5 separate regions of the Sus scrofa genome follow, and all the other regions are linked to region 2. The links are chromatin contacts, called in public HiChIP or PLAC-seq maps. All regions are on one chromosome and are shown on one strand. The core of a region is the stretch at or near the end of the contact, and the rest is flanking DNA. Distances in the headings are between cores, read along the strand shown.

The links. HiChIP or PLAC-seq counts read pairs in DNA pulled down with a chosen protein or histone mark.
Region 1: an H3K27ac HiChIP or PLAC-seq map of alveolar macrophages shows a contact between it and region 2. The contact joins the promoter of BICRA here to the promoter of CCDC9 in region 2. A contact is called at or near these places in 1 of 5 promoter capture datasets (liver), 2 of 47 Hi-C or Micro-C datasets (liver and mesenteric adipose tissue) and 1 of 2 datasets of contacts at active chromatin or transcription factors (alveolar macrophages).
Region 3: a contact with region 2 is called in an H3K27ac HiChIP or PLAC-seq map of alveolar macrophages. The contact joins the promoter of NOP53 here to the promoter of CCDC9 in region 2. A contact is called at or near these places in 1 of 5 promoter capture datasets (liver), 1 of 47 Hi-C or Micro-C datasets (skeletal muscle) and 1 of 2 datasets of contacts at active chromatin or transcription factors (alveolar macrophages).
Region 4: a contact with region 2 is called in an H3K27ac HiChIP or PLAC-seq map of alveolar macrophages. The contact joins the promoter of FKRP here to the promoter of CCDC9 in region 2. A contact is called at or near these places in 1 of 5 promoter capture datasets (fetal skeletal muscle) and 2 of 2 datasets of contacts at active chromatin or transcription factors (alveolar macrophages and skeletal muscle).
Region 5: a contact with region 2 is called in an H3K27ac HiChIP or PLAC-seq map of alveolar macrophages. The contact joins the promoter of SLC1A5 here to the promoter of CCDC9 in region 2.

The regions. Positions count from the first base shown.
Region 1 is chr6:53,334,529-53,340,685 of Sscrofa11.1, forward strand. It overlaps BICRA (glioma tumor suppressor candidate region gene 1 protein), which reads left to right and starts at 4,638. Exons shown (of 17, transcript XM_021094645.1): 1 at 4,638-4,704.
Region 2 is chr6:53,061,795-53,067,761 of Sscrofa11.1, forward strand. CCDC9 (coiled-coil domain-containing protein 9) reads left to right here and starts at 3,383. Exons shown (of 15, transcript XM_021094629.1): 1 at 3,383-3,604; 2 at 5,280-5,347; 3 at 5,488-5,592. The coding sequence starts at 5,345.
Region 3 is chr6:53,441,667-53,447,904 of Sscrofa11.1, forward strand. It overlaps NOP53 (glioma tumor suppressor candidate region gene 2 protein), which reads left to right and starts at 1,787. Exons shown (of 12, transcript XM_021094646.1): 1 at 1,787-2,047; 2 at 2,474-2,538; 3 at 4,829-4,937; 4 at 5,459-5,658; 5 at 5,924-6,003. The coding sequence starts at 1,824. EHD2 (EH domain-containing protein 2) reads left to right here. Exons shown (of 6, transcript XM_003355959.4): 6 at 1-341.
Region 4 is chr6:52,624,769-52,630,184 of Sscrofa11.1, forward strand. It overlaps FKRP (fukutin-related protein), which reads left to right and starts at 2,698. Exons shown (of 2, transcript XM_021094618.1): 1 at 2,698-2,750; 2 at 4,281-5,416. STRN4 (striatin-4) reads right to left here and starts at 3,142. Exons shown (of 17, transcript XM_021094615.1): 1 at 2,833-3,142. The coding sequence starts at 3,114.
Region 5 is chr6:52,657,922-52,663,954 of Sscrofa11.1, forward strand. It overlaps SLC1A5 (neutral amino acid transporter B(0)), which reads right to left and starts at 3,543. Exons shown (of 8, transcript XM_003127238.5): 1 at 2,321-3,543; 2 at 1-33. The coding sequence starts at 2,889.

The DNA of each region.
Region 1 (6,157 bases), core at 3,388-5,887, 270 kb after region 2:
CCGCGGCCGGCCCGCAGTCGAGCCGATTCAAATCCAGCCAATAGCGGCGTGTAAACAAACTCGAAGCCCCGCCCCACTATGAATAATTCCCCAGGCCGGCGCGAAGCCTATTTAACCCGGCGGGGGATGGAGGCGGAATGGAGACGTGGCCCCGCCCCCGGTGTGGGCCAATGGGCGGCTAGGCCCCGCCCCCCGCACTTGCCGCGCTGAGGACCCGAGGTCGGGCTGGGCTTGCAGCTGCCTGATTTGCCGCCGCTTGCGATCTTGGCTCTCCGAGCGAGCCAGCGCCGTTGGGAGTTAGGGCAGCACTTTCCCGCTGAATGAGCCATATTTAAAGGGCGCGGTCCAAGGGCGCAGGTCGCTCTGGAGTCAGTGCCCTTTGATTCTCCGCTTTTCCCTTTTTCCCCCGCTTGGCGGCTAGAATTTGGATCCTGGAGGGATCTTTGATGGAAATTTTCTCTTCACGCCGCTCTGAATGGAACTTGGAGGGACCTCAGGGGTGTTTTAGAATTGGGCAAGGCTTTTCTTGTTTTGTTCCTTCTTGTTATATAAGTGTTAGCTCCCTACAGAAAAGTGCACGGATGCTAAGTGTGCTGTTCAACTGAAACCTAAAAACACCCGTGGAAACATCCTCCCAAGATCAAGAAACAGAGCTCCGGTTGGCAGTTTTAAACTGCATCTGCCAGTGCGAGGGAGGAGCCGCGATGGGCGTTGTTTTGACTTTCAGCGGCACAAACCAGTTGTTTTAAAAAAAGAGGGAGAGAAATAAAAAGAAAACCCACTCCTCTCTGTAGGGAGATGGTCCCTGCAGGGTAGGAGCTGGGTTATAGGACAGGTAGGAGATGTAGCGCTCAGTTAGGATAAGAGGGGTTAAGAGATGATTGGGAGAGCTGGGAGTAGGTTGGGGAAGGCCTAGAAGTGTGAGTGGATGGGACAGAAAATGCTCGGGTGGGGGTGGGGGTAGCTTTCAGGGCTGGAGGGTTGGAGGGCCAGGGGAACTGGGAGCCAGTGAGCCGAACATGTTCCATCTCCCAGGGCGTCAAGCCCCTGGGAGAACACTTCATCAAGTCTGGACTCTGGGGACAGACAGAGGGGTTTGAATCCCCAGCTGTGTGACCTCGATCCGGTTTCTTACCCTCTCTGAACCTATTTCTTTCACAAAAAAAAGTTAGAATTGAGTGAGTTTCCCGGTGGCCTAGCAGTTAAGGACTCAGAGTTGTCACTGCTGTGGCACAGGTTCAATCTCTGGCCAGGGAATGGCTTGGGAACTTCCACATACCCAGGGGTAGCCAAAAAAAAGTTAGAATTGAGGTTTAAATGAGAGTTGGCCTCTGGCTGAGGTGTTTTTATCACAGAGTGTTTTTCACAGTGGGAAGTTAGGCTTACCTGGTTGATGGTGTGTTTGGGGAGAAATAAACAGATGTCTGCAATGTGTCCAAAAATGAAGTGGGTTTGATGGGTGGATAGATGCTCAGATGTGTGAGAAAGCAAATAGAGTAATATACTGATAGTTGAATCGAGGTGCTGGGTATTGAGATGGTCACTATCATATTTCTTTCATTTTTTCCTATTTGAAAATGTTCGTAATAAAATATTGGGAGGGAAAAATAAGTAAGTAAATAAGAAAATAAAATATCGGGGGTGGATTTTGGTGTCTGAGTCTACAGTCCCACTGCATGAAGGAGCTGGAGACGGGACTTTGCCCAGGTTTGCTGGTGACTAAGGGACAAAGTGAGTGAACATGGGTGACTGCATTAGTCCCTACCCTGGCTTGGTATCCCTGGGGCAAGTTGCTGAATCACTTAGGGTTTCACCATCACCTCTACTCCTAACCTAGAACTCACGTCTTGCATCTGATTCTCAAAGGGAAGGGTTGCCCCCCCCCAAGAAGAGCAGGTCTCTTAAAATTTGGGGACCATGTCGACCTCTCCTCTGGCCTTGGATGTTTGACCTCCCAGGGCTTTGCCAGCCATGGCCAGATTGGGGGCTTCTTTCACACCCAGGCACAATACAAGCCTCCTGGTCTTCAGACCATCTTCCTAAGAGATGGAGAATGCCTGTTTGTGTGGGCATTATCTCATTGTTTAGCAGAACTTTTCTTTCTTTTTTTTTTTTTTGCTTTTTAGGGCTGAACCCACGGCATATGTAAGTTCCTAGGCTCCCAGGCTAGGGGGCAAATCAGAACTGCAGCTGCTGGCCTACACCACAGCCACAGCCACAGCCACAATGGGATCTGAACATCTGCAACCTACAATTTAGCTCATGGCAACTCTGGATCCTTATCCCACTGAATGAGGCCAGGGATATTAGTTGTGTTTGTTACCACTGAGCCACAAGAGGAACTCCTAGCATACCTTTCTTGAGCACTAAGTGCTGGGTACACTATTTTGGGGGGTATGTGTAGCAGGCGTAATGCCACTGGAAGCCTGGAACCTGCCACTGAGGGCCAGGGAAACAGGCTAAGAGACCTATTTGCTTATTTTCTCATTGTCTGTATCCCCTAATAGACAGTGGCTGGGGGTGGGGGTGGGGTAGGGGTATCGATGGGGCAGGAACCAGGGTGACACTATATTCCCCACCCACACTAGATACTCATCAACAATACTTCCTGGATGAGTGAACTTGGACAGTCATCCCCTGCAGCGCCTCAAATCTGCTAACTTGGAACCCCAGTCAGTTCCCAAGTTCTGAGGTTCCCCAGGGTCAGCAGCTCTGAGAGCCAGGAGTGGCACCTGGCTCAGATCAGGTCTCACTTCCTGCTTGTGGGAGCTTGGGCAAAACACTTTCCCTCTTTGGGCCAGTTTAGTTTTCTACGCCCGTAAGATGGGACTAACTAAAGGTCTCTAGATAGAGGTGACTGAGGGTCTCTTCCTGGTGAAGACTGGAAAAAAGCCATCGAGACAGGATTCAAGCTGTGTAACTGAGTGTCAATCTTAGCCAACAAATAATAAAGCTGCTCCAAAATAATGTCTGTGTATATGGCTGTTCCCTAAGGGTCCCCTATCTCAGTGGGTGGCGGATGACCACCACGTTAGTCATAGATTGACCACTGTTTTCTGTTTGGAGCAATGCGTGTGTTAAGTTCTGGAGTTGATCAGGTTCCCTTTTTATATAATAATCAATAATAATAACGGTCTGCACTTATCTGGCGCTTCCTGTCAGGTTCCGCTCTCCGAGAGAAGTCATTTTCTCCTACTAACCCTCTAAGTGAGACCTAGTATTGATTTCTTCTTGGAAATGGAGGAGCGGAGAGGTGAAGTCATTTGCCCAAGGTCACACAGTAAACAAGTGGCAGGATGGGAACCAGGAGCTCCCGGGTTTGAGTCAGGGCCCTTTACCTCCGTGGTCTCGTAAATAACAGTAGTGCCGCCGAGAAACTAGGATCAGATCTAAAGCTTAAAAACACATAGCTCTCAATCACTTATTTATTCAACACACATGTATTGAGCAGCTTCGTGGGGTATGCGCCTAGCTTTTCAGGGAACCGGGGAAACTGAAGGTATTAAGCGACCAGAATATAAGCCGCCTCGGCCTGAGCGCTTGGGGAGGGTAGCTCGTAGCTATCTGGGTCCTCGTTGGGCTCCGAGCCCGGCGCAGGGCACACAGTAGGCGCTCAGCATGCGTTCGCCGAAGAAACGCGCCCATCTGAGTGTCACGCCCGCAAGGCGTTCTCGGCCCGGCGGGGCGGAAGCAGACCCAACACCACCGAGGCGTCCCGGGGCTTCTGGGAATCCCATCTGCGCGGCCCGAGAGACCTCGAGGAGAGGTTCTAAGAGAGGTCGGATCCGCTTCCCCGGCGCCCGCCTCCAGGCCGCGGCAGCTCAGAGAACCGACAGAGGTGAGTGAGCGAGCCGCGTTTGGGGTCCAGGCCTGTGTCCCCAAAGCACCGCCCCCGCTCCCCAGCCTTCCAGCTTTTTGGCTCCGACTCCCGGCTCCTTCGAGATTCCACCTGCGGGGCCTCCCTTCTCCATCCACGACTCCCGCTACCTTTTCGAACCTTCGGCGCTCCCCTTGGACGCGTTCTCCTACCCGGCGACCGTCCCCAGCGTCGGGGCGCGGCCGGGGCGCACGGAGCCCCCTCCCCAGCCGGGCCGGTCGCCCGGGATCCGGGAGTGCGAATCCGTTTAGCCTTCCCCCCTAGTCCAGAACATCGCTCGATGTAGTCGGGAGGCTCCAACGGAGCCTGGGAAGACGCGCCCCGAACCCCCGGGACTTGAGCGAGGGAGGGGGCGGTGCCGGTGCGGAGGTCACCCTCCCGGGGCGTCCGCAGCCTCCCATTCGCTGGCGGGCCCGCCGCTCCGCGCCCAGAGCGGTAGCTGGTTTGCCGAGTCGCGGGGCGGGGCCTCCTCCAAGCTCGTCCCCCGGCGAGGGCGGAGGGAGGAGGAGGAGGAGGAGGAGGAGAGGGGGGGCGGGACACAAAACCTGCAAGGTTTTTTTTTTTTCTTTTGCATTTAATTAAAAAAAAAATTTTTTTTTTTTTTTTTGCAAACCCGAGGGGTCCTGCCCGGAGCGGGCGCGGGTCCGGGGCGCCCGGGCCGCGGCGCGGGGCGGCGGCAGGGGCCTGGCGGAGGCTGCCGGGCGGCCGCCATGCGATCAGGCAGTGCGCTGACCGGCCCGGCCGGTCGGCCCCTTCTGGGTCCTCCCTTTGCAGCCCGTGCGGGGCCGTCTCGGAGACCCCGCGCCGACGGCTGCTCAAACATCAGGGTGAGTTTCTCACAATGTAGCAATTTCTCTTTAAATCTCTTAACTCTCTCTACCTGCGAGTCGGGGCTGTGACAGGGCGCAAAAGCGAGGGGGGAGTGGGGGTTGGCGGCGAGGGTGTGTGTGGGGGGAGCCGGAGCCGGGGCCGAACCCACCCCCCGACACTCACACACTCAGCCCCCCAACCGGGGCGCAGCGCCCGCTGCCTCTTTTTTTGCTCGGCGCCCACCACCCCCGGTAGCCCCCCCCCCGACTCCTCGCGTCTCTCCCACCATCACCGCCGCCCCGATCCTGCGGGGACCCCCACCCCCCACCCCGGGTTCCTCTGCCCAAACCCGGCGCCCGGTGCCTCCCCGGCCCTCCCGCCGGCTGCCGGGGATACAATGGAGCGGCGGAAAAACGAGACCTAACGTTCCACGGGGGGAGGGGCGGGGAGACCCCCCCTCCCCCGGCCCGGGGGCCTCCTCCCCTCGCCCTGCTCCTCGCCTTTCGGGAAAGAGGAGGGCAATGGGGCAGCGGATGGTGGCTTCCCTGTCGGAGCCGGCGAGCCTTCATCTCCCCCTCTCGCCCGTCCCCTGCGCCCCCTCCTCTCATCCCTCCTGGGGGTGCCGGGAAGAAACGGGGCCTCCGGCAGGCTGGGAAGGGATGGATGCGGAAGGAGGCCACTGGGTCTCCCCCTCCCCACCGCCCCTAAACAATGAAAGGAGTTGACTTGGTCCCCCACCCCCCAGCAGTGAAAGGAGTTGACCCCCCCCCCCGCTAGCTGGCTGGTCCCGGAGGGGGCCGTTGCGGGGGGTGGGGGGAGGAGGGAGTGGAGCCTTACCCCTGTCACCTCCCGAGATTTGGGGTGGCCCCCCATCTCCTCCCCCTCGGCCCGGGAATGGGAGGCACCAGGCCCAGCCCGGGCACCGCGCTCGGGTGGTGACCTTTAGACAAAGGCAACCCTTTCCCTGGGGTGAGCCCGGACGAGCCGGGCCCGAGGCCTCCCCGGGCCCCTGCGGAGGGCGGCCAGGCCGCGGGCACCCGGAGGGAAGGATGGAGGAGGAGGGAGGAGGGATGGAGCCATCTGGTTTTCCCATCCCTGGCCGCCCCTCGGCTGCTTCTCCGGCTCCTGTCACCCGGCGGCCTCGGGGAGACAAGGGACCAGGGGCTGCCCGGGCCTTGGTCCGCGGCCAGCGGCCACCCGGGCGAGGAGCCGCGGGAGGGCCCGGGAGGCAGCGGTGGCTGGAAGGCAGCGCGGCTCCTTCCTATCTCCGCACCCCTTTGTTTTGCTTTGTGGTTCTGAGCAGCTGAACTTCCCGGGGAGGTGGGGTCAGAGGCCGCTGTGTCAGCTCTCCCCGGGAGGCTGGGGTGACAGGTCCCAGCCCTCTGATGTTCCCAGACTGTGGGCCGCAGCTCGTGCCCAGCCTTCTGCCCGGAGCGGCAGCCCCTTTTGTCACACAGCCCCTCCTATAGT
Region 2 (5,967 bases), core at 2,133-4,632:
AATCCTGGGCTGGGAGTCGAACCTATGACATAGCAGCAACCCAAGCCACTGCAGTGACAACACTGGATCCTTAACCTGCTTCATCCCAAGGAAACTTCCTTGGGCCCTTTAATTTGAGCCATTCTCAAGTATTATTTGCATGGTTTTAACAGAGCGTGAATTTTCCAGGGATGCAAAGTCTTCTTTCAAGCGATAATTGTACCTTGTTTTGTTTAGAAATCAATCAAAGTTTCATGTCTCCACTGCACTTCCACTTCTGATGTCAAGGTCACATCAAGTGACTCTCCTCAGCGTCTCGTGATGGTCTGCCACCATCCTGCCTGCCGCACCCAAGCTGCGTATAGATACATACACAGACACACACTCGCAGCCCTTTCTCAAAGTCTCAAATATAGCAAAAGGCTGTTGACAATATTCCACTGATGATTTTTCGAATTCTCATGTACTCAGACATATTCATTACAAGTATGGGAATGCATTTGACTCTTTTTTTTTTTGGCCTCACCAGCAACATGCAAAAGTTCCCGGGCCAAGGATCGAACCCTCACCACAGCAGTAAACCAGAGCTCAAGTAGTGACAAGGCCGGATCCTTAACCTTCTGCACCACCATGGAACTCCAAGTGACTCTATGTTTTCCAGTATAGCTGGACTAATGCTATTTTTTTTTTTTTTTTTTGGCCTCCCCGTGGCATATAGAGTGCCCTGGCCAGGGATCAGATCCGAGTCACAGTTTCAGCCTACCCCACAGTGGCGGCAATGCTGGATCCTCAACCCACTGTGCCGGGCCGGGGATCGAATCTGTGTCCCACTGCTGCCAAGATACCGTTGGTCATCGATCCCGTTGTGCCACAGTGGGAACTCCTGGACTAATGGATTTTTATGTATATATTGATTTAATATACTTAAATTTTGCCTTTATGTTGCAGTCAGGTTCTTATATTTTTTTAAATGATGGGGAGTTCCCCGGTGGCCTAAGGGTTAAGGATCTGGTGTTGTCACTGCAGTGGCATGGGTTCAATCCCTGGTCTGGGAACTGAGAACCATATCAAGCTGCTGCACACTGCAGCCAAAAAAAGGAAAGATGTATGGAGGTAAGACATGCTGTCTGTACATCTCCTTTCAGGCTAGGAAAAGGGGCGTTATGAAAAGTGGGATCCCCTGGGGTTGGGACGTGTTGGTCTAATGGGTTTGGGAGGCTGAGAAGTTCCCTGAGAACTGGGTCACAGTCATGCAACATATATCGAGACCTACTGTGTGCATGGCCCTGGGCTGGAGAGTGCTGGGGACATAGCAGTGACATAGACAACCCCAGCTTTGATGCAAGGGCCCAGGTTGTTCAGTGGCCAACCTGGGATTTGAGCCCTGGGAGGCTGCCAACCCCAGAGAGACAGTGAGGAGAGCAGGTGAGATCTTGGACTCTGGGACCAGGTTCAGATCCCAGCTCTGCCACCCGAGCTGTGGGACCGTGGGGAAGTTCCTTAATGTCTCTGAGCCTTCGTGTCCTCATCTGTAAAATGATAATAATCATGTCTGCCCCACTGGGCTGTTGGGTGGAGAGCGGGCTGAATAGTGACTCCCAAAGATGTCCACCTTCGGGAGACTGTGAATGTTATCTTACCTGGCAAAAGGGACTTTTCAGATACGATTAAGAATCTTTTTTTTTTTTTTTTTGGGTTGAGTGGGAGGCTTTGGAATTTGCTGAGCCACAGCAGTGACAATGCCAAAGCTAAACTGTTAGGCCACCAGGGAACTCCTAAGTTAAGAATCTTTTTTCTTGGAGTTCCCGTCGTGGCGCAGTGGTTAACGAATCCGACTAGGAATCATGAGGTTGCGGGTTCGATCCCTGGCCTTGCTCAGTGGGTTAACGATCCGGCGTTGCCGTGAGCTGTGGTGTAGGTTGCAGACGCGGCTCGGATCCTGCGTTGCTGTGGCTCTGGTGTAGGCTGGCGGCTAAGCTCCAATTAGACCCCAGCCTGGGAACCTCCATATGCCGCAGGAGAGGCCCTAGAAAAGGCAGAAAGAGAAAAAAAAAAAAATTGGAAGAGGAAAAAGGATGAGAAGTATGTAATTTTCAAATGGGTGGTTTTAAGGAAGGCCCCTAAGAGGAGGTGACATTTGAATAAAGAGCTAAAAATGATATAGTGAATTTGGCAGGTATTTGGGGGAATTTTAAGAGAATTAAGTTATATGCGTGGAGAAGGTCTCTGAAAGGCTGTTCCCAATAACTATGTAAGTGGCAGGTGATTGCCAGGTACTTCCCTTTTCCACGATTTAAATCACAAAATGAAATTACTGGCCACCTCAGGGAATCCAGCCTCCCACTTATGTCATCCCCTGTAAGGGTGTCCCATCACTTTTTGTTGTTGTTGTTCTTTTCTAGGGCCGCACCCACTACATATAGAGGTTCCCAGGCTAGGGGTCTAATCAGAGCTGTTGCCACCGGCCTACGCCACAGCCACAGCAACGCAGGATCTGAGCTGCATCTGCGACCTACACCACAGCTCACGGCAACGCCGGATCCTTAACCCACTGAGTGAGGCCAGGGATCGAACCCAAAACCTCATGGTTCCTAGTTGGATTCATTTCCGCTGAGCCACGACATGAACTCCACTGTCACATTTATTATCACTTGTAATAACATGTTAATTATGTTTGTTTTGGTTAATGCATGTTACCCTCTGGACTCTAGGCAATCCAGCAGATCTTTCTCTGAGCTTCTGCAATTCCTAGAATGCACCAAGCTCACTCATCACAGGACCTTAGCACAGGCTGTGTGTCCTCTGCCTGGGCGCCTAGCCCCCTCACCCTCAGCCTCTCTTCCCGTCCCTCTTGCAAGCCATCTCACACATTTTTGTTTTCTGTTATTTCACATATACTTACGTCTTCCCTCAAGAGGACAGGGATGGGGTCTGCCTTGTTCATCATTTTGACACGCCCCCTCACGCCCAATTCCCCATCCTCCCAGCACAGAGCCTGGCACTCAGTGCTGACTGATTTTTTGCTGTGTCCCCGCCACGCGGAAGTTCTGAGGCCAGGGATAGAACCTGAAGTACAGCACCGACACCACCAGATCCTTAACCTGCTAGGCCACTAGGGACACCCTCAACGCTGATTTAGAGGGTGAAGGAAGGATTCTTTCGGTTGAAAATTTTGTCTCTACAACTAATTCTAAGGTTTCATTAGCAGAAGGGTGGGGGAGCATCCACCCCCTGCACAAGCTGGTAAGTCAGGATTCCAGGTTATCATTGCCCAGGGCAGGGCGCCGATTTACTGGAACCAGGAAAGGGGAGAAACAGGAAGCAGGTAGAGGCCAGAGAGAGAAGACGCTGTCTCCTCCCCCTGGAAGGTGGTCGTTCAGGCAGAAGGCAGTACAGCAAGCTTCCGGAACACCCTTGTCGACCCGCTTATCTCACTTTGCGCCTCTACCCAGACGCGAGCGGCGCCTTTAAGGCTCCCGGAAACGAGCCAGAACAACCGGAAGTGACCCTCGTTAGTTCCCCTCTTCACGTGGTGCGGGCCGGAAGTGACGCGCGGGGCCCGGGAGCTGCCGACGCGGAGGCCGACGGAGCCGGAGTAGCGGACGCCGCGGGGTCTCCGGGACAGGTGACCCTAGGAGGGGGCCGGGAGCGCGCCCGGAGAGGGCGGGGCCTGATGCCCACGTGGGGGAGCTGGCGCGAGCGCAGGCGGGGTAGCGAGCAGCCCGCGGGGGCGGGGTCAGATACTCTGCGGGGGGCGGGGACTGGACGCCCACAAGGGAGGCTAGGGGTGGGTGCTGGCTGGGCGGAACGTCGGCGGGTGGGCAGGGCTGGGGTGGGCCAGTCTGCGGGCGGGTCCGGAGTGTAGGTGGGCAGCTGAGGGCGGGGCCCAAAAGTTGTGCCGGGGCTGGGGGCGGGGCCAATGGAAGCCAGCGGTGCGGGCGGGGCCGGGACTCCCGGCGGAAAACGCTGGGGGCGGAGCCAGAAAGTTTTTCCTGTCCTGAAAGTGGGTCCTGGAAGTCAGGGGTGGATCCAGAGGCTGATGCGACGGTGAGGGCAGGGCCAAAAAGAAGCGGGGGAGCTGTGGGCGGGGCCAGGTACTGGCTAGGAATGATGAGGGTGGAGCCGGAAAGTTTTGCAGGCGCCAGGAGCTTCCCCACAATGTGGTGAAGCTCGCCGTGGAGCTCGAACCTTGCCTTGGGGCGCGCCGGGGGCGGGGCCAAATATTGGCGCGACGAGGCGGGTGCAGAGTCCGGGGCGTGGCCAGGAGGTTGGCCGGGCAAATCGTGTAGGGACCACAAATGTTGACTCGTGAGCTGGAGGCGGGCCTGGTGTAATAACGCGAGAAGGAGGGGGCGGGCTTAGGTTGCAGCCTGGGGATCTAGGGGGCGGGGCCAGAGTGTTGGCTGGGAAAATCCGAAGCCGGGTTGAGGGGCGACAGCTTCTTGACGCGAGCGTGCGGGCGGGGTCGGAAAGTTTTGGCTTTGCCCGGGGTGGGCCGGTGGCGTTCCGACCGGCTGGAGAACGGAGCTTTTTCCCTGGAAAGCCGCAGGCGGGCCAGAAAGTTTTGACCGTGTAGAGGCGGGTACAGTATTCTCTAGGGAGGTCGCATCAGGCCCAGGAAGCCTCGCCAGTGAGTACTGGGTCTGTTTGGGGAATCTTTATAGGGGTGCGGGGAAGCAGGGGCACCTTTCTTGGGATGCTGGGGGCAGCGAATAAGGAGTGCGGTTCAGACTCTTTGAGTGTGGGGTTATGAGACGGTTCTGAAACTCCTTGGAAAGAGCCAGATCTAGACTGTTAACGGGGATGTGAGCGGCACCAGAACGGGCACAGGGAGTTGGGCCTAGAACTTTCTTGTGCAGGTCGGGGGAGAGGCTCGTTACCTAAAGCTCTCTTGGGATGGAGACCCGAGGTAAAACTCCCAGCATAGGGGTGTGGAGACTGAACTAGAATTTTCGTTTGGAAGAGAGCAGTGTCGGATGTTTCCCTAAGTAATGGGGGCGTGGTCAAAACTTTCCCAAGGTGGGTGTGACTACGTTGTTTACGTGGAAAGTAGGTGGGCCCAAAACCATGGGAGGGGGCAGGGGCTAAAGTTTTCCAGGTAAGGGGCGGGCTAGCACTTCCGGAAGAGATGGTGGGAGGGAGGGCTAGCTTTCCCTTGGAGTGAGTGTGTGTGTGTGTGTGTGTGTGTGTGTGTGTGTGCGCGTGCGTGTGTGTGCGTGCGCGCGGAGGAGCCCAGGCTGGGAGAGGAGGAAGCAGCTTGGGTAGAGCCATCCGCCTAGTCCTGTTCCCTCTGCTCTCAGGAACCCCCAGTGGCGTTTTCTGCAGGGGAAGTTTGCTGGGACCCTGGCTCCACTCAACCAGCAGAATGGTGAGAAGGAAGGCGTGGTCTCTGGGATCTGAGCTATGGGGTAGGGGGCTTGGGAGGAGGGGACTCAGACTCTCCCAACACCGGATTGAATGGCACTGGGGTGGATATAGGTTTTTTCCCCAACTGTCTACCCCTCTCAGTCAGCCACACTGGATCTGAAATCGAAGGAGGAGAAGGATGCTGAGCTGGACAAGAGGATCGAGGCTCTTCGGCGGAAGAATGAGGCCCTCATCCGGCGCTACCAGGTGCCCTAGCCCCGCCCTGGGAGACCCCATCCCCTCTCCTCCCCGCAGTGAGTTTCCCTCACTTCTCCCTTCCGCAAAACCTTTTCATGACTCATCACTCTCAGGATAAAAGCCAAAAGCCTTAGCCTGGGATTCTGTGTTTCATTCCATCGTTCATTCATTCCTTCACAGTGTCTTCACTGCTCCAGGCCCTGTGCTAAGTGGTGGTGGGGAAACAGCAGTGATGGAGATGGTCCTGAGCTTGACCTTCCAGGGGCACAGACTTGGCTTCAGTCAGTGATGGAACCACGGTGGGCAGGGCTGGAGTTCAGGGTTCTGTGGGAGCTCAGAGAGGGCTCTTCACCCATTCTGGGGGATTCTGGGAGGGCTTCTTGG
Region 3 (6,238 bases), core at 537-3,036, 380 kb after region 2:
CCCTGCCAGAAACTAAGGCCCCAGGACGTTATTTTTAGACTCCTTTTCAGGGACGTCGTGGGGGGAGGGGCTCTTGGTGCTACAGCCCCCCCTCCCCTACAGGGCACCCTCACCCCCCTACACACGCATTTTCCTGCCTTCACCACATATTAGTGCTTGACCTTGGTGGGGGACCCCACGGAAAAGATGGAGAAGAGCAACATAGATGGGGCCCATGCCCCTCCAGGGTGCTGGCTGGGATTCCCGCTCCCATCACCCCTCACCTCATGCCTGGGAAGGGCCTGTGAGCATAATAGGAACGGTTCCCACAGTGCAAATAAAGCCAAGGCTTCTTTCCCTGAGGGAGTCGGGCTGTCTTGGGATGGGCTGGGGGGCGGGATCGCTCTCCCTGCAACCCCCTGGGAAGGAGAGCCCAGGGCAGGACCTCAGGGGGGCTCCCCTCCAGGCTCTCCGGGGTGGAGGCCATGACTCAATGCGGCGGGAGCCTGATGACTCAGGCCCGGGCTGGGGGCCAGACCGACATATTTTCCAAAGAAAAGTTTCTCTGGGGCCCTCCCTCCGGGACATCCCTCCCTTCTACCTCCTGCCGCGGGGGCCTGGGAACCAAGCCCTGGGGCGCCCGCGCGCGCGCGCCCCCGCCCTCGTCCACCCAACCTAGGTACACAGCTCTTGACACGTAACACTGGGGACCAACGGGCACTCGGAGGGGAGGAGGGGACGCTGCCCAACAGGACCGCCAAGTGTGCGCTCGCTCACGCCCGGGGGCTCTGGCCTCCGCTCTGCAGCGGACCCCGCTCGCGGTCCGCCGACTCACACCCAGGGCCACACCCACGGCGCCCCGGGACACGCTGGCCTCGCGCCCTTCCCGCCCACGCTCGCGCGGTGGCGCAGCTCCCGGCGCCCCCTGGCGGACACCCTGCAGCAAGGCTGGCTGGTGGCGACTGCAATCCCGGTCCCAGGTGGTAGGTGATCAGGTCTCCAAGGGCCACAATCCGGGCCTATCACCTTCCCGATGCGGAGTTGCGCTGCGTGGCGCCTTCCCGCTCTGTACCTTTTTCCTTCTCGAGTGGAGAACGGCCTTTAGGAGGCTCTCGATCCCTATGGATGGTTGCCAGGGCCCCTGAGCTTCCTTCCTTATTTGTAAACAGCAAAAATTGATTGTAAGATGAAATCTCAGGGAGTGAGGCAGTAACAATAGCTAACAATGAGATGCCACGCACAACCTTAAGGGCTTTGTATGTATTACCCTGTTTTAGCTCCAGAATAACCTATGAGGCAGATGTACCATTACCGCCCCCATTTCACAGATGAAGCAAATGAAGCACTGCTCCGTAGCTTAGAAAAGACTCATTCGGAGCCTGCGCTTCTAGAGTTTCTAACATTCCTCGCATGTAACCTTCTGTGTTCCCAACCTTGACATTCAAAAAGCTCTCGGATTTCCAAGATTCTTAGGGTTGGAACGTGGAAAGACGCATTTTGAGACTGGAACGTGTCTTGTGCCAAATCTGTCATGGTTCTAACTTTTCTTAAGAAAACTAGATTGTTTTGAAATAAAAAAATTAAAAATAATACTCAGATTTTAAAAGTATCCCTGGGCGGCCGGGAGAGGTGCGTCGCTGAGAGCTAGAGCCCCAAACTTACAACCTGGATCTGACCCGAATAACAGAGGAAGAAGGGCGGCCTCCACGCCCCTCTGCGGCTCCAGCCACCTTACCAAGATGGCGGCCACCGGAAGGAGGTCATGGGAGAGGGCGGGGGGCCGGCGCGCGCATGCGCGAAGTCGACTTTCAGGGTGCTGGCGGCCAAGTGCTTCCTTTAACAAGATGGCGGCGGGAAGTAGTGCCGCTGGCGGTGCGCGCTGCTCAAAAAGCGAGGCCGACTCTGGCTTCCTGGGGCTGCGGCCCACTTCGGTGGACCCAGCCTTGAGGCGGCGGCGGCGAGGCCCAAGAAATAAGAAGCGGGGGTGGCGGCGGCTCGCTCAGGAGCCGCTGGGACTGGAGGTCGACCAGTTCCTGGAGGACGTGCGGCTGCAGGAGCGCACGAGCGGGTGCGTGGGGCGGGACTTCCGGGAGCTGAGCCTGGTTCTGGGTGGCGGGGTGCGAGGCCGAGCTGCTGGGGGGACTTCCGGGGGTCAGGAAGCGCGGGTCCCGGCAGCGCTGGGAAGTGGCGGGGATGGGGACGTGATAGGTTTACCGGTTAGAAGACTCCCAGTTAAATTAGAACCTAGGTAAACAACGAATACATTCTAGTATTACTGTGCCCCTCGCCCCCACCCAAGCTTAGCGCGTTTTAAGTATTAAGTTCCGCAAAGTGGAGGGATGGGGCCCTGACCTGGAGGGGTCTCATGGGGGAAGAGCGTGTCCGAATGAGCATAATGGGATAGCTGGGCCCTGAGGGGTTAAATCTGCACCTTCTGCAGCAGTTTGCTTCCTCCCAACTTCTGTGGCTGATATTCTGCGTTTGCATTTCCCAGTGGCTTGATATCAGAGGCCCCGGATGAAAAACTCTTCTTCGTGGACACTGGCTCCAAGAATAAAGGTGAGGAAGGGTGGCATCGTGTGGTCACGATTAGTCGTTATCTAGTTCATCTCAACTTGTGAAAGAATCTGTGTTAATGATGTGGCTTGGGTGACAAACAGCTGCTGAAAAGGGTCTTTACTGTAGACTAGAAGGCCTGGAATGAACAGAAAGCAAGCTAGAGGAGTTCCCTGGCGGCCTAGCAGGTTATGGATCTGGCTTTGTCACTGTTGGGGCGCAGGTCATGGCTGTGGTGTGGGTTTGATCCCTGGCCTACGAACTTCCGCATGTTGCAGATGTGGCCAAAAAAACGCAAGTTAGCAACTACCTTCAAGAACTCATTTTCTTTTTGAGGTTTTGGAGATCTCAGTGGCCAGAGAAGCCAGCAGCAGTGTGCGCCGATGAGTAAATAAGACATAAATTAGGAGGTTAATTTGCAGAAAAGCAAGTCAAGGCTGGGGGGTGAGAAATCAGGCCCGTTTTGGTTAGTGAGGTATGCTTTAAAGAGAACAGAAGGGAGTGCCCATGGTGGCTCATCAGTAATGAATCTGACTAGCATCGCTGAGGACGTACGTTCGATCCCTGGCCCTGCTCGGTGGGTTAAGGATCCGTCATTGACATGAGCTGTGGTGTATGTCACAGGTGTGGCTCAGATCTGGCGTGGCTGTGGCTGTGGTGTAGGCCGGCAGTGTAGCTCCAATTTGACCCCTTGCCTGGGAACTTCCATATGCATGGGTGTGGCCCTAAAAAAAAAAATAAAATAGAGCAGAAGTATCAAGTTGATAGAGAAGGTATGAAACTCGTTTTAACATGCTTGCTTTAATCTGCCAAGATGCAGCGTGGGGACATGCAGACACTAGTGGAGGAGAAGCATGTTAGGGTTTGTTTTGGTGAGTGGCAGGGTTTATTGTCAATGTCTAGAAAAACAGACAGAGTAAGCCATCTGCTTTAAGGAGGGGGTAGAAAAGCTAAGAGGTCCATCTGCTTTCATGAGCAAAAGTCAGGCTGCTATAACAGCAGGATAACCTTTCTTTCTTTCTTTTCCTTTCTTTTTAGGGCCACACCTGTGGCACATGGAGGTTCCCAGGCTAGGGGTCGCATTAGAGCTGTAGCTGCTGGCTTATGTGAGGTCTGCGGCCCACACCACAGCTCACGGCAATGCCGGATCCTTAACCCACTGAGCGAGGCCGGGGATCGAACCTGCGTCCTGGATGTTAGATTCGTTTCCGCTGAGCCACAACGAGAACTCCAGAATATCCTTCTGAACATGAATGAGATCGGTCAAGGGGTCCAGTCTAAGGAAAATGAGGGGATCTCTGAGGAACAGGAATCTTGGCATGAGCCGGTAAGAAAGGGTTAATGAAAGAAGTCAACTTTCACCAACGTAAGTAGATCTGCTTGGTGAACAGCGGGCATGGCAGCAGGTACCTGCCCTGGCGAACAGGTGGGAAGTAGTTACAGATTTTGCTTTGGGTGTAAAAAGAAAAGAAAACAGAAAGGGAGGATGGCAGTGAAGTGCGGTTTCGCAGGGGATCCCAGTACTGGGGCTCCTGAGATGCAGTGAGGACCCTTGAACAGTGCAGGGGTTGGGGGAGCAGAGCCTCCACACAGTCAGAAATCCGGGGGTAATTTTTAAGAGCCCCCTCCCTGTATCCACGGTTCCACATAACGGAATTCAACCCCCGAGGACCGGGCAGTGAGGTAGCGCTTCCTCTGGAAAGAAACCCGCTCGTAAGCACGTGCCCCGTGTGGTTCAGACGGCGGTCGGCCGTGATTACATCTCCCCCCGACCCTGTGAAGGAGGAATCAGACGGTCTCATTTTGGAGGCGCAGAGCAGCCAGGTCACTTTCACGAGGTCCCATGACAGCGGGAAGGAGGTGGGTTTTGTCCTCGAGATCTTTTCAGTCTTGGGCTTAGAAGTCAAGGCAGAAAGCGCTGTTGTGCTGAGAATCGGGTCTTGGGTCCCGTGTCCAGGTCCCCGGGCCTCCCGTGTCACCCGACCACCTGCTTGCTCCTGGTGAGCATTCGTGGCTCTGTGGTCATTTCCCTGCTGCCCCTGGCAGCCCCTTGTCCATGGGGCTGTGGGTCTGGCTCCCTGACCCAGGAAGTGGGTGTGGAGGGAGCGTTGCAGCTTGGGCACCTCGCAGGCCTCTTTCCTCCCGTGGGAAATGGGGTCGGCCCGGGGCCTGCAGGTCCCGCCTGGGTACGGGTCTGGTGGGCGCGGTGGAGCTGGAGTGAGGGGAGTGGGAAGCTGGCCCTGGGTAGCAGGGAGGCCGAGGCTTTGAGCCCTCTCCTTTCTCCTGCCCCCAGAGCTGAACAGGAAGAGGACCAGAAGCCAGAAGAGGTCCCTGCTTCTCAAGAAACCCCTTCGGATCGACCTCGTCCTAGAGAACACATCCAAGGTCCCTGCCCCCAAAGAGTGAGTGTCCCACTACCCCTTCCACACTGGGTCTGGCCTCGTCCCTCTCTGGCCTCGGTCCCCTCTTCTTGGGCCTAAAGGAATTGGGGAGGGGGGTCCTGACCACTGAGGTTGCTGGAGGGGAAGATGGAGTGGGCTTTGGGCTTCGGAGAGCCAATTGGAGGCAGCGAGGCTGGGGCTCAGGGCTCAGGGCTGGGGCAGGCGAGGATGGAGCCTGGACCTGGCCAGAGGCTCGGGGATGGAGAGGAGGGGCTGGCCGGAGCCGTGGTCAGGAGGCAGGCGGGCAGGGCCTAGTGACCAACCCCTGAGGGAGGGGAAGGTGGAGCGGGTGGGGTGGACAGGGTGATTTGAGGGGAGACTCCAGGGCCAGGGCCCCAGAGGCCCCTGTGCCTTTCGGTCTGGGGCTCAGGAGCGAGTCCCTGACCCGCTGGCTGGAGTGAGGAGGAGGAGGAGGGCGGGGGTGCCAGTGAGGGCCTGAGCCCGACTCACCCACCGCGCCTGGACCGCTTCCCCCCACCCAGCGTCCTTGCCCACCAGGTCCCCAATGCCAAGAAGCTCCGGCGGAAGGAGCAGCTATGGGAGAAGCTGGCCAAGCAGGGCGAGCTGCCCCGGGAGGTGCGCAGGGCGCAGGCCCGGCTCCTCAACCCTCCTGCGGCCAGAGCCAAGCCTGGGCCCCAGGATGCCGCCGGGCGTCCCTTCTATGACCTCTGGGCCAAAGACAGTGAGTGTTCCTGCTGCCCCCGTTCCTTGGGGGTCTGGGCAGTTGGGTGTCTTGGACCAACTCCCCTTTCCCTCTGAGCTCCCGGTCCCGCGGGGCTGGCTCTCACCTCTGGGCCCTGCTCTCTCCAGCTTTCTGGTCCAGACGCGCCCTGCCTGGCGCTCACAGCCCTTCCCGGTGTCCGTGCATCTCTGACAGGGGAGGGCTGGTGGGGAGGCCCTCGGGGCTCCCCAGTTTGCTCAGTGGCCGCTCCTCGCTGCCTCCACAGACCCGCTGGATGGGCCCCTGGAAGGCCAGGACGCGTTCTTCCTGGAGCAGACCAAGAAGAAGGGGTGAAGGTGGGTGGGAGTGTGGCCTGGGGGTGAAGGGAGGCTGCGTGGGGACAGTCCCGATGTCCTGTGACCAGGACCCCACGAGCGAGCCGGGCAGCGAGGCCAGGGCCTCAGAGGTGACAGCAGGGTGGGGCCGGGGCGGGACACGCTCTAGGGAGGTGGGGAGGCCGTCCCTGGAGGAAGAAGTGGTACAGCGGGCGGGAGACGTGAGGGGCAAGCCTCCAGGCGGGGGCAGGGATGGGGGCGGCATA
Region 4 (5,416 bases), core at 1,448-3,947, 440 kb before region 2:
CAGGTCCTGTGCCAGGAGCAGCTGCACTCAGCTATTTGGAGAAAAGGTATTCAGAACTGGAAAAATCTGATACAGTCCAGGCCTTAAAGGATCTCACAGGAGAAGTCGCACCTCTCTAAGTGATAAGTGCTCAAGTCAAAGTGTATAAAAAGAGGTGCTGCTGATGCGAGTGTAAATGCGGGGCAACCTGCCAGACCCAGTCCCCGCTTCATAAACACACCTCTTCTCCTGTTCCACCCCCTCCACCCGTCTCTTCTGCTGTACTCACGCGGGGATACAAGGATATTTGCTGCAAACAACCTAAAATTCCATCAAGAGGGCTCCAATTAAATGAGCTGGGATACAAACACCAGTGGAATATAGTTTTCAAAAACAGTGAGTATTGCTCTCTGTGCTGATATGAAAGGAACACCAAGACGCATGACTATGTGGGAAAAAAGGTCACAAAATGATACACATGATATGATCTCATATATTACACACATGGAGCTGAACTACTTTCACAGAAAACAGTTGGGGAGGCGAGTTAGGGAGCAGGTCAGGAAAGGGACGGGGGTCCCCTTCACTCACATGTATGTAATATGTGCACACAGATGCCTGAGCGCTTTGAATGTGCGCTAACATAACAGAACAAAAGAAAACAAAGTGAGTGGCGCCGGAGGCTAGACAAAGGAGCGTCTAAGCGGGTGCTATCCACAACTTTCTCCCAAAGCCCAAGAAGACCACTAAGGAGGGGAACAGACACATCTTTTCTCTTGTTTGTCTCAAAGATGAGGAGGTGGGTTGGGGGGTGCTGCAGGCTGCACAGGTGTGAAGTCCCAGACACCAAGCACCAAGATTTAACCCCAGGTCTGCTGTGACTGCTTGGACGTTCCCGCAGAGGCCAGAACTTCCTGGAACAGGCTTCTCCTCTGTCCTGGGCATCAGAGAAGTATAACGCATGGGCTCGAAAGCCCACAGACCACCTCTGCCACCCACAGGCTATGAGTCTAGATAAATCACTGACCTGCTCAAAGCCTCCACTTCCTCTTCTGCTTGATTTCTTTAAAGGGGAGGGAAGGGGGGGAATATCACTTACCCTCCCAGAAGGTTGCAAGGATTTATTTAAAGTGCCTGACACAATGCCTGGCACATAGTATGTGCTCAATAAACAGCAGCTGCGATAGCAGCTGCTGAGCGAGGGCAAGGACACTGGCCCTGCCTACATGAAGGGGTACTAAGAAGATCTAAAAAGACGTACTCTGGGAAAGAGCTCTGGAAGGAGAGATGGAACACAAAAACAAGGGGTACTTGCATAAGGATTTCTCTCCCACCCAACCCCCCCAGCACCAAGCCTCAGCTACCACAGAGCCAGGATCCCTACAGGGGTGGGAGAATTGCGGGATGCTCTCTCTATTCATCCCATGGACAAAATTCTAACCAGGTGTTTCTTTCAGTCCCCACCTCTCCTAGACAGGAAACAGCAAATCAGAGGGGGAAAGATGCTAGAAGCAGGCGCTGACTTCTGCTGATAACACCACAGACCAGGACCCCTCAGACTCCTGGCAGCACATCCTTAGAACCCTTAAAATCCTCACAATTCTGATACCCAGGCTCCTAGGGACACCCAGCAAACGGACCCACATCTCTCAAGGTCACAAAACCCAGCCCAGCTCCTCGGCGCCTTCCAAACATCATCCCAGGGGTACAGCCCTCCCTCAAGCTACTCCACAAACCAGAGTCCTTTCCCAGAAACTTCCACAAACACTACCCCCCACCCCAGGATCTTTGTGAGATTCTTCCTCTGGCTGCCTTCCTGCTCTACAAAATGCTCCCCGCCACCCCCAGATTCGGCCAATTCCTCGTGTCTTCACCCCACGCCCCAGCTCCACCGCTGGACACGGCCGACCTCCTCTCATTCCAGGTCGGGGCTCTGCACCTGACATCTTCCACACCTCCCATCTCTGGGCGGGAGTCCCCCCATCTCCCACATCCCCGAAGAGTTTCTCGGCTCTCAAGCTCTTCCAGCACAGGCTCCTGGGGCACGTCCTGGCCCCCTCCATGATTCCACCCCCGGGATCCCTTCCCGGGAGGCGGTAGCGACGCACTGCCAAGGCTCCACAAAGTTTCCTCCTCAGAGGGAAGGGGCACACACCTTCATCTGACACCCCCGAGACCTCGCTCTCCTCCCCGGAGTCCCGGCAGAGCCATCTTTCAGTCCCCGCCGTCCTAACACTCCGAAACAAACCCGTCCTGAGCTCCCTGACTTCCTCTCCCTACTCACAAGGGAGCCCAGCCCCGACCTGCTCTCGACTCCGGCGAGTCCCAAGTCCCCCCAACGTCCCCTCTTCCCACCCGGGGCCCGCCGGGCTCCACCTCCAACGGGGACGGAGTGTGACTCCCTCAGCACCCTGCATGTTCTTTGCTCACTCCCGTACAAGACCCCTCCATGCCCTCTCATCACCCTTGGCCGAGTTCTCTTGGGGTCCGCTCGGGTCCCCGAGGCCACTCTCTCAGGGACCCTTCGGCCAGTCCGTTCACCCCCACTCCCACTCCCAGCCGGTTCTGGTCCCCTGCGCCCTTTCTCTTGGCTGCCCCGGTCGGGCCCTCCAGCCCCTGGGCCCCCCTCCCGTCTCCAGCCGCCCAGGAGCCCTCAGGACCCCCCTCGGACGGCCCCTCACTCCGTCTGCGGGCCGGTCGCGGTCCCCTCCCGCCCCCCCCCGGCAGTCCCGGCGGCCATTGCTCCAAGATGGCGGCGGCGGCAGCGGCGGGTGAGGCCGGGCCGGGCCGGGCCGGGCGGGGGGGTCGAGGGTCCCTGGGCGGCGCTCACCTGTAACTCGGCGCGGCGCTCACCTGTAACTCGGCGCGCTCCGCCTCCCAGCGGGCCTTCTCCGCTTCGAAGCGCGCCCACTCGTGCTGGATAAAGTGTAGGATCCCCGGCAGGCTCAGGGGCTCCGGCCCCGCCGTGGGGCCGGGGCTGCCTCCGCCGCCGCCTCCCTTGGCAGCCGGGCCGGGCCCGGGGGCGGGGGCAGAGACCGGAGCCGCCCCCGTCGGGCCCGGGCCCGCGCCGGAGCCGAGTGGGCGGCTGGAGGAAGCGGCGGCGGCGGCAGCGGCGGCCGCTCGCTCCTCCATCATGGAGGCCCCGGGGCCGGCCCGCGCGCCCGCTGTGCTTCGCGCGCCTGCGCGGCCGCGCCAGCCCTCGAGCGCGCGCTCGGCGGGGGCCGGGGGGGCCGGTGCCGGGAACGATGTCGGGCGCGCGCCTCGCCCACCCGGGTCGACCCCCAAGGCGCGCGCATGGAGGGGCGAGGAGGGGCGCGCGCCTGGAGGAGGGCAAACGCGACCCAGACCCCTTAGGAAGCGCAGGACTTTGGGAGGGGCCGCTTCCTGTACCCCTCCTCCGGCTTCACCCCAAAGAAAGATTCTAGCCCTCTCCAGACCCAAACACCACTCTCCTAGATCACCGTCCCTCTTTGAGAGAAAGGGCGACCACCAGGGGTGGTTTCACCGATGGCCCCATCCTGATTCCTGGCCCGGGGCGGTTGTCATGGTAACTCTTCCTCAGTCGGGGACACCCTTAGCCTCCCTTCCCCTCCACCTTTATGGTCCTGGAGCTCCACCTCTCCTGGCCCTGCACCTACCTATAGGAGGTTGCTAAGGTCACCCAAGTCCCCGGTGGTCCTTCGGCCCCTACCCTCCTTGGTTACTATGGCAACCTCACCTAGCGCTCAGGTAGAAAGGAGCCTGGCCCCAAGGACACTGCTGAGGGAAACATCTCTTTCCCAGCCCCTCTCCCCAGCCTCCTGGTTGGCATTACCATGGTAACCATCTCCCCCTTTCCCATGGTGGGAGGGCCTTGGACCAGCCAGGTGTTTTTATTTAGAGGAGGAGATGCTCTGCTGAGGAGTAGTTGTTATGGTTACAAGATGCGGGCTATCCCTAGGGAGGTGAGAAACTGGCAGAGCCAAGTCCTGGGTACTATGGTAATGGGGGCACTCTGCCTTCCAATGACCCTAGAACCAGGCCCACCAAGGTAGAAGACATTTTAGGATTGTCTCTCAGAATGTAATGTGTCTAGGGAAGGGGTTGTCATGGTAACACCTTCTATCACTTCTACCCCTACCTTTCTGGACACATTCACGAAAGAAGGGATGGGTATAGGTTGCTATGACAGCCTTCCTTTCACTGCTAAGATGCTTCAGGTAGGTGATGCCTGCCTGAGCTTATGAGATTTCATAAGATGAAATTGTGCCCTGTTGTGTGAAGTTGGTTGATTTGGGGTTTTCTGGTTCATCTTCCTTCAGCAGTGCAGCTGAGCTGGGCTGGAACCACCCCCTTGGAGTTCCGTCAGCCTGCACCCTAGGAGGTAAGCAGCCCCTCAGTGTCACCAGCACTCGTGGGAACTGCCCTTGTCCCCAAAGGTTTTTCTACATATCACTCATTTGCTCTACCCATCACATTCCCATTCTACAGATGCAGCAGTTGAGGTTCAAGCCAGGGCAGAATCTGGACCCACTTACATTGTTTTGTGGGGAGAGGAGAGACAAAATCTCAGCTTAAGTGTTCTCTCCTCCCATGGCCACCTTTTTCTCTCTCACGCCCCCTGCTGGTTTCCTGCCCTGTCAGTAAGTCATTTTCATGGTTTTATCTATCTTCCTCCCTCTGGAGGGCCTGTCCAACAACCGCCTGGTTCATCCTGTGTCCCCAGAACACAGAGGGCACTCAATAAATATCTCTTTGTTGAGTTAACGACGTTGAACTAATTAATTAAAGTGCCATATTCAGCTTTGAAAGCACCTGTCAGGTCAGGGCTGGGGACAGGGGTTATCTCGCTAAAGATAGGCTGAGAATGGACTGTCTTTATGCACCCAAGAGAGACAGCTTTTATTGGTTAAAAGCACAACTCTTGAGGAGTTTCCATCGTGGCTTAAATACTAGTGGTAACAAATCTGACTAGTATCCGTGAGGATGCTGGTGCGATCCCTGGCCTTGCTCAGTGGGTTGAGGATCCCACGTTGCTGCGGCTGTGGCATAGGCCTGTAGCTGCAGCTTGGGTTCAACCCCTAGCCTCAGAACTTCCATATGCTGTGGGTGCGGCCCTAAAAAAACAAAACAAAACAAAAAACAACTCTGGAGCCCGCTTCCAGGTCAAATCCTGGGTCTGCCACCTCCCAGCTGTGTGACCTCAAGCAAGTGACTTTACCTTTCTGAACCTCAGTTTCCTCATCTTCAAATGTGATCATAACACAAAGATTAAATAAGTTAGTATTGCTAAATTTCTTTTTTCTTTTCTTTTTTTTTTAGGGCCTTATCTGTGGCATATGGAAGTTCCCAGGCTGGGGTCCAATCAGAGCTACAGCCGTTGGCCTGCGCCACAGCCACAGCAACATGGGATCCGAGCCACGTCTGAGACCTACACCACACCTTCCAGCAACGCGGG
Region 5 (6,033 bases), core at 2,293-4,792, 400 kb before region 2:
GCTGCAGACACCAGGTTGGAGGGGAAGAGATTTCTGCAGAGACAGACAGGGTGGGAGTATTAGATACGGCAGGAGATCAGGGGGTGTCAAGGGGGCTTGGCTGGCCTCTGGGGGTGAGGGGAAACCTGCGAGCACCTGAATATGGTCCCCAAGCAAACCCCAGCTGGTTCAGCCAGGCAGAGAGGGACCTGGGCGGGCACATTTTTCCAGGGTGTGGGGAGTCAGAGCAGGGCTCCTAGAGCCTCAGGAGGCTGGTGTCCTGGCCCCGAGGGAATGTGGATTGAGAGTGAGGAATGCCAGCTTCCCGGGGCAGGCTGGGGCAGGGTTCCGGCCTTGGCTCCACCCAACGCAGCACACTTAACACTCTGGACGTCTTGCATCAGCTACTTCCTCCTTGAGGCCCTGAAGAGCTAAGAAGAGGGCCAGGGGGGGCCCCCCCTGGGGTGGGTTGCAGGCTATAGGGAAGATGTGGGTGTGTTGGGAAGAGGTAGTGAGAAAGTGACAAGGGTGGCTGTGTTGTCATGACTGTGCCTCTGTGTTTCCGTGGCCACGCCTGGGCAAGGGTGTCTGAGTGTGATTAAGTGTGCAGCAGCATGCCTTAAACCCCACTGAGCAGGTAAGGGGGTTGGACAAGGGCCCCGTGTGTCTCAGGGTGAAGCAAAAACCACAGCCAAGGCGTCTGTGGGCGCTGCACTAAGTGCTTTATAGAAATTGACCCATTTAATCCTCACGACAGCCCTCAGGGCTGTGCACTGTTAGTCCCACTTCACAGGAGAGCACACTGAGGTGCTGAAAGGTGATGAAACATGCCTTGCTAGGAAGCGGCTGAGATTTGAACTCGCCAGCTGGCTCCATAGTCCTAACCACTGGGCAACCTCGAATCCTCCCTCTCACCAATGATGCAGTGTGCAGCTGTTGCCGGTGTGTGTGTGTGTGTGTGTGTGTGTGTGTGTGTGCATAAGCCCATGTGAGATGTCACAGCTGTCGGGGGAGTGTCTGTGTGCCTGGGTCCAGCTGTGTGTGCGCTGCTTATACAGTTGTGTGGGGTGTCCCCTTGTGGCACAGGGGGTAAGGATCTGGCATTGTCACAGCTGTGGCTCTGGTTACAGCTGTGGCGTGGGTTCAATCCCTGGCCCGGGAATTTCTGCAGGCCGCAGGCTCAGCCAAAAAAAAAAAAAAGAGAGTTGTGTGTTGTGTGTGGCTCTGAGATGTTCCAGCTAAGTCACCAAGTGTCTGGCCAAGTGAGTTACATCGATTCTGGCAAAAGGGGAAAAAAAGCTTGCACACATAAACAGCCTTCGAGTGGGTGTGCCGGCCTGCTAGTCGGCCTGTATCCACCCAGGCTAGCCAGGGCTGGGTCAGGACCTAGCTAATCTCCGCCGGCCAGGAGGTTACCTACACTCTGTAACTTCTGGATATTACGCCTCCGCAGAGTCTCCCCTCTCTGCCTGCGTTGATGCCTCTAGAGGCTGGGGGAACCCAGTTCCGTGACTCATCACTTCCTCGCCCCACTTCCAGGAAGTCCCCAACCAACCTGGAAACACTGAATCAGCAGACCTCAAAGGCAAGGCCATGTGGACTCAGCAGTCTGCCTTCCTTAAAAGTGGGGAAGTTTTGAGGGGCGGAGAGCTGAAGCCAGAAGGAAAAGAATCAGGCCCCCTTTCCGGGCAGACTAGTGCGAGGGGAAGATCAGACAGAGTAGGAAATGGGCTGGAAAGTTTGCAGAAGTGGCTCGACATACCGGGAACATATAAAGGGGAAGCCAGGGTCCAGGCCAGCTGAACTGGGTGGGGAAGAGAGGCTGAGACAAGGACCTGGCTTTGTCTAGGTGACACGTGGTATGGGGAAGCCTGGGACTGGGAAGAGGTCACTCTGATGTCCTCAGGTTCTCCAGGGACCTCTTACTCAAGGCTCCCAAAACTTGTACCCAGACCCTGGACTTGAATCGTTATTGGCCAGCCAAAGATCCCCTTCCAAGATCCCCTCGGGATCCTCTCCCCACAGAAAAGACCCTCTTATGTCCCCTCAATCCCCCCAGGGTCACTCCTTCTCCCTCTAGACGGCTTCCATGCCTATCCCCTTCCTGTGGGGCCCGCTTGCATACCCAAGCCCTCTATACCCTACGAGGGGCCGGAACTTCTCCAATTACTCCATCCCGTTTTCCCGGGGCCCTGGGGCTGTCCTGGCCCCAGAGGACCCCAAACCCCCGTCCTGTCCGAGTGGCCACTCCCATCAACCCCAGCACACGGCCCCTTTCCACATGCCCGAAGCGCCCCCTTCCCCCCCACCCCTCCACCGGGTGGGCAGGGCAGGGTCTGACCTCACAAGATCCAGGAACGAATCGAGCACCTCCTTGCTGGGGGCCTTTTCCACCGAGCCGGGGGCCCCGACCGAGGCGTTGATGGCGGCGAAGGCGGCGCCCGGCTGCACCGCGAGCGCCAAGCCCACGCCGAGCGCCGACGCGAGCAGTGTGGTGACCAGGAAAAAGAGCAGCGCCCAGGCGCCCAGGCGGCCGAGCGAGCTCGGGTCCAGGCTGGCGGCGCCGCCGATGAGACTGCACACCACCAGCGGCAAGATGATCATCTTTAGCAGGCGCAGGAGCATCTCGCCCGGGAAGGCGAAGGCCGCCAGGCGCGCGGGGCCCAGCGCTAGTGCGCCGCCGGCCCCCGACACCCCTAGCCCCAGCGCCACGCCCGCCACCACTGCCACCACGGTCAGGAGCACCAACAAGTTGGCGCGAAGGCAGCGGCGCACCTGGTCCCGGGAACCGCAGCAGCCGTCTTTTCCCGCGTCCGAATCTTCTATGGGGATCAAGGCCGAGACCCCGTTGGCGGTGGGCTCCGCCGCCGCGAACGCCTTGGGGTCGGCCTTGGGCGTCTCGGCCACCATGACGGACGCCCCGGGGTTCCTTAACGCCTGGAAGCTGGGAGCACTTGGGGCTCCTTTCCAAGACGCTGACGTTCCTTAGAACGGAGTTAACAGAGCCTGGAGGCTGGAACTTTGGAAGGTTCCTTGGAGCTGCGAGTTCACGGCGCTGAAGTTCTTGGCTCTCGGAAGCGTGAGTGTTTGAGATGCCCTAGGCTGGGCGCTGGGGCTCCTCCGCTCTTCGTTTGCGTCTGGCGCTCGAAAGCTGGGAAGTGGGAGCGAGCCCCTGGGGTTTCTGGTCCTGAGGGTTGGGAAGAAAGAGTTTCTCAACCAGCGACCTAGGGTCCTTGGCTCCGAAAAGCTCCAGACGACGACCGTCTTCAAGAGGCTAGGTCCGGGTGGCGCAGATCTCGGACGCGTGGATCCGGGAGGCGGGAAACTGGGGTGCCTGGGTCCTGGAAACCGAGGGCTGGGGAGCTTGAGCCCGGGGGCTGGAAGACAGAGCTCCAGGAAGAAGTGGGGGCCAGGCTTTTGGGTCCGAGGGGTCAGAGCTCGGCCCCTGGGTCGCTAAGGCAGCGGTCCAGAATCCCGGGAGGGAACAGCTGTTAGCTGAGACCAGACCTCCCCGGCTTGCCGCGTGGCTTTCAGCCCGCTCGGCGGAAGCTGCCAGAATTAAGAACCCGGACCAGGCTTGTTAGAGCCGGGACCCACCCACGGGGCGAGCCGATTGGCTGAGGCATGTTCAGAGCCCTCCAGGGCGGGGCTTAGGCCTGAGTAGGGCCCAGCCACCCCAGATAGAAGGCAGAATAACAATAGGGGCGCGGGACCCGGGACCGGGTTCGAGGGGGCGGGGCGTTGGGAGGAGGCTTTTTCCCGCCAAAGGATCGGGTATTGGGTTGGGGCGTTTAAACTACCAAAGTTCCTGGCGTGAGTTGTTTGTACAAAGTGCCGATTATCCGCGGGGCGGCTCATCTGCAGATCAATTTAGCCTCCTAAGGGCGTCATTCCGGTCTTTTGCCCCTTCTCACAATGTCAATTCCTCTAATGTAAAATGCAGATCCCTCACTTAATTGGTGTAAGATTTAAATGAGATGGAGTGATTTATTTAACAGTGCTAATAATTTGAGGGACTTCCCGTCGTGGCGCAGTGGTTAACGACTAGGAACCATGAGGTTGCGGGTTCGATCCCTGGCCTTGCTCAGTGGGTTAACGATCCGGCGTTGCCGTGAGCTGTGGTGTAGGTCGCAGACGTGGCTCGGATCCTGCGTTGCTGTGACCCTGGCATAGACTGGTGGTTACAGCAACAATTAGACCCCTAGCCTGGGAACCTCCCATGTGCCCCCGGAGCAGCCCAAGAAATGGCAAAAAGACAAAAAAACAACAGTGCTAATAATTTGAAAAATAAAGTTTCTCGGTTCAGAGCCCCACACGTTCAATTATGGCTTTACTAGGATTGTAATCCACTTCTGTCTAGGTATGCAATTTGCAATTTATCCATTAAAATTGTAATTCAAGGAGTTCCCTATGTGGCTCAGTGGGTTAAGGAGTCACCCTGAAACGTTAGCTCGCAGATGTGGCTGGGATCTGGTGTTGCCGTGACTGTGGCATAGGCCTGCAGCTCTGATTTGACCCCTAGCCTGGGAACGTCCATATGATGCAGGTGCGGCCATTAAAATAAAATATAAAATCAAATAATAAAAATTCAGTTTAACAACTGTTAATACTTTTACTTTCACCAAATATGTCCCCGTTTTTATTATGAAAAATTTCAAGCCAAAAAAATTAAAGAATTTTACAGTAAACATCCATATACCCACTACCCAAAGGCTGCAACTATTTCACCATACTTTTTTTTCTTTTCTTTTTTTTCTTTTGTCTTTTTAGCGTCGCCTCTAAAGCATGTGGAGGTTCCCGGGCTAGGGGTCTAATTGGAGCTACAGCTGCCAGCTACGCAACAGCCACAGCAACGCCAGACAGATCCAAGCTGCGTCGGTGACCTGAACCACAGCTCACGGCAACGCCAGATCCTTAACCCACTGAGCGAGGCCAGGGATCAAACCCTCAGCCTCATGGTTCCTAGTCGGATTCATTTCTGCTGCACCAGGATGGGAACTCCAAGTCCCCATTTATTAATCAGAGTTCAGTATTTGTATGTAGTCCTTTTTTTTCCCCACAAAATGCACAAACTGTAAGTGACATTTGCTGCCTTGTGACAAATGCATATGCCTGATTTCATTGGAATCTTCATAATTGCTTAGTGAGGTTGGATCCACCACTATACCCATTCTCCAGATGGGCAAAACTGGGGCTTATGGTGAGGGCAATTCACTGGCCTTGAGGCCACACCTGGGGAGGCTAGGTGTTGAAAGCCTGCCTCTCCAGGCTCTAACCTTAAAGAGAACCAGTTGTGAGTCCCTGTGCCTCCCTGCCTCCTATTGAAATCCTAATTCCTTCCCCACCCAGCCAGCTATCTGATAAAATATCAGGTGTTCACACTTGCTCAGAGACTAAAGATAAAGTGATCCTCTCAGGAGCTTCCTACTGAAGCAGCCATGGGGCCTCAAGCAAGTTACCACTTCTATGTGCCTGGTTCCAAATCTGTAAAATGGGAAGAGTCACCATATCAGACTTCTCTGGTGATGCAACAGGTTAGAATGAGGCCTGTCACTGCCACGGCTTGGGTTGCTGCTTTGGCACAAGTTTTTTTGGGGGGTGGGGGGGGCGTTGTATTTGTTTTGTTTCGCTTTGCTTTTTAGGGCCACATCTGTGGCATATGGTTCCCAGGGGAGGGGTCGAATCGGAGCTGTAGCCGCCAGCCTACGCCACAGCCACAGCAGCACCAGATCCGAGGCGTGTCTGTGACCTACACCACAGCTTACGACAATGCCAGATCCTTAACCCACGGAGTAAGGCCAAGGATCGAACCCGCATCCTCATAGATCCTAGTCCAGTCCGTTGACCACTGAGCCATGAAGGGAACTGCTGTCATTATTATTGAAGAATAGTATTTGGGCCCCTGACCAGTTCCAGCTGCTTCTGGGCCCTGGTGGTTAGCTAGTCCTCCTGGTCCCTGGGTCACCATGGGCCCTACCTAAGCCTGCGTGGGAAGGACTTTTGCGAGCTTGTGATGACATCCTGCAGGATCTGAGGCATTAGGGCCAAACTGAG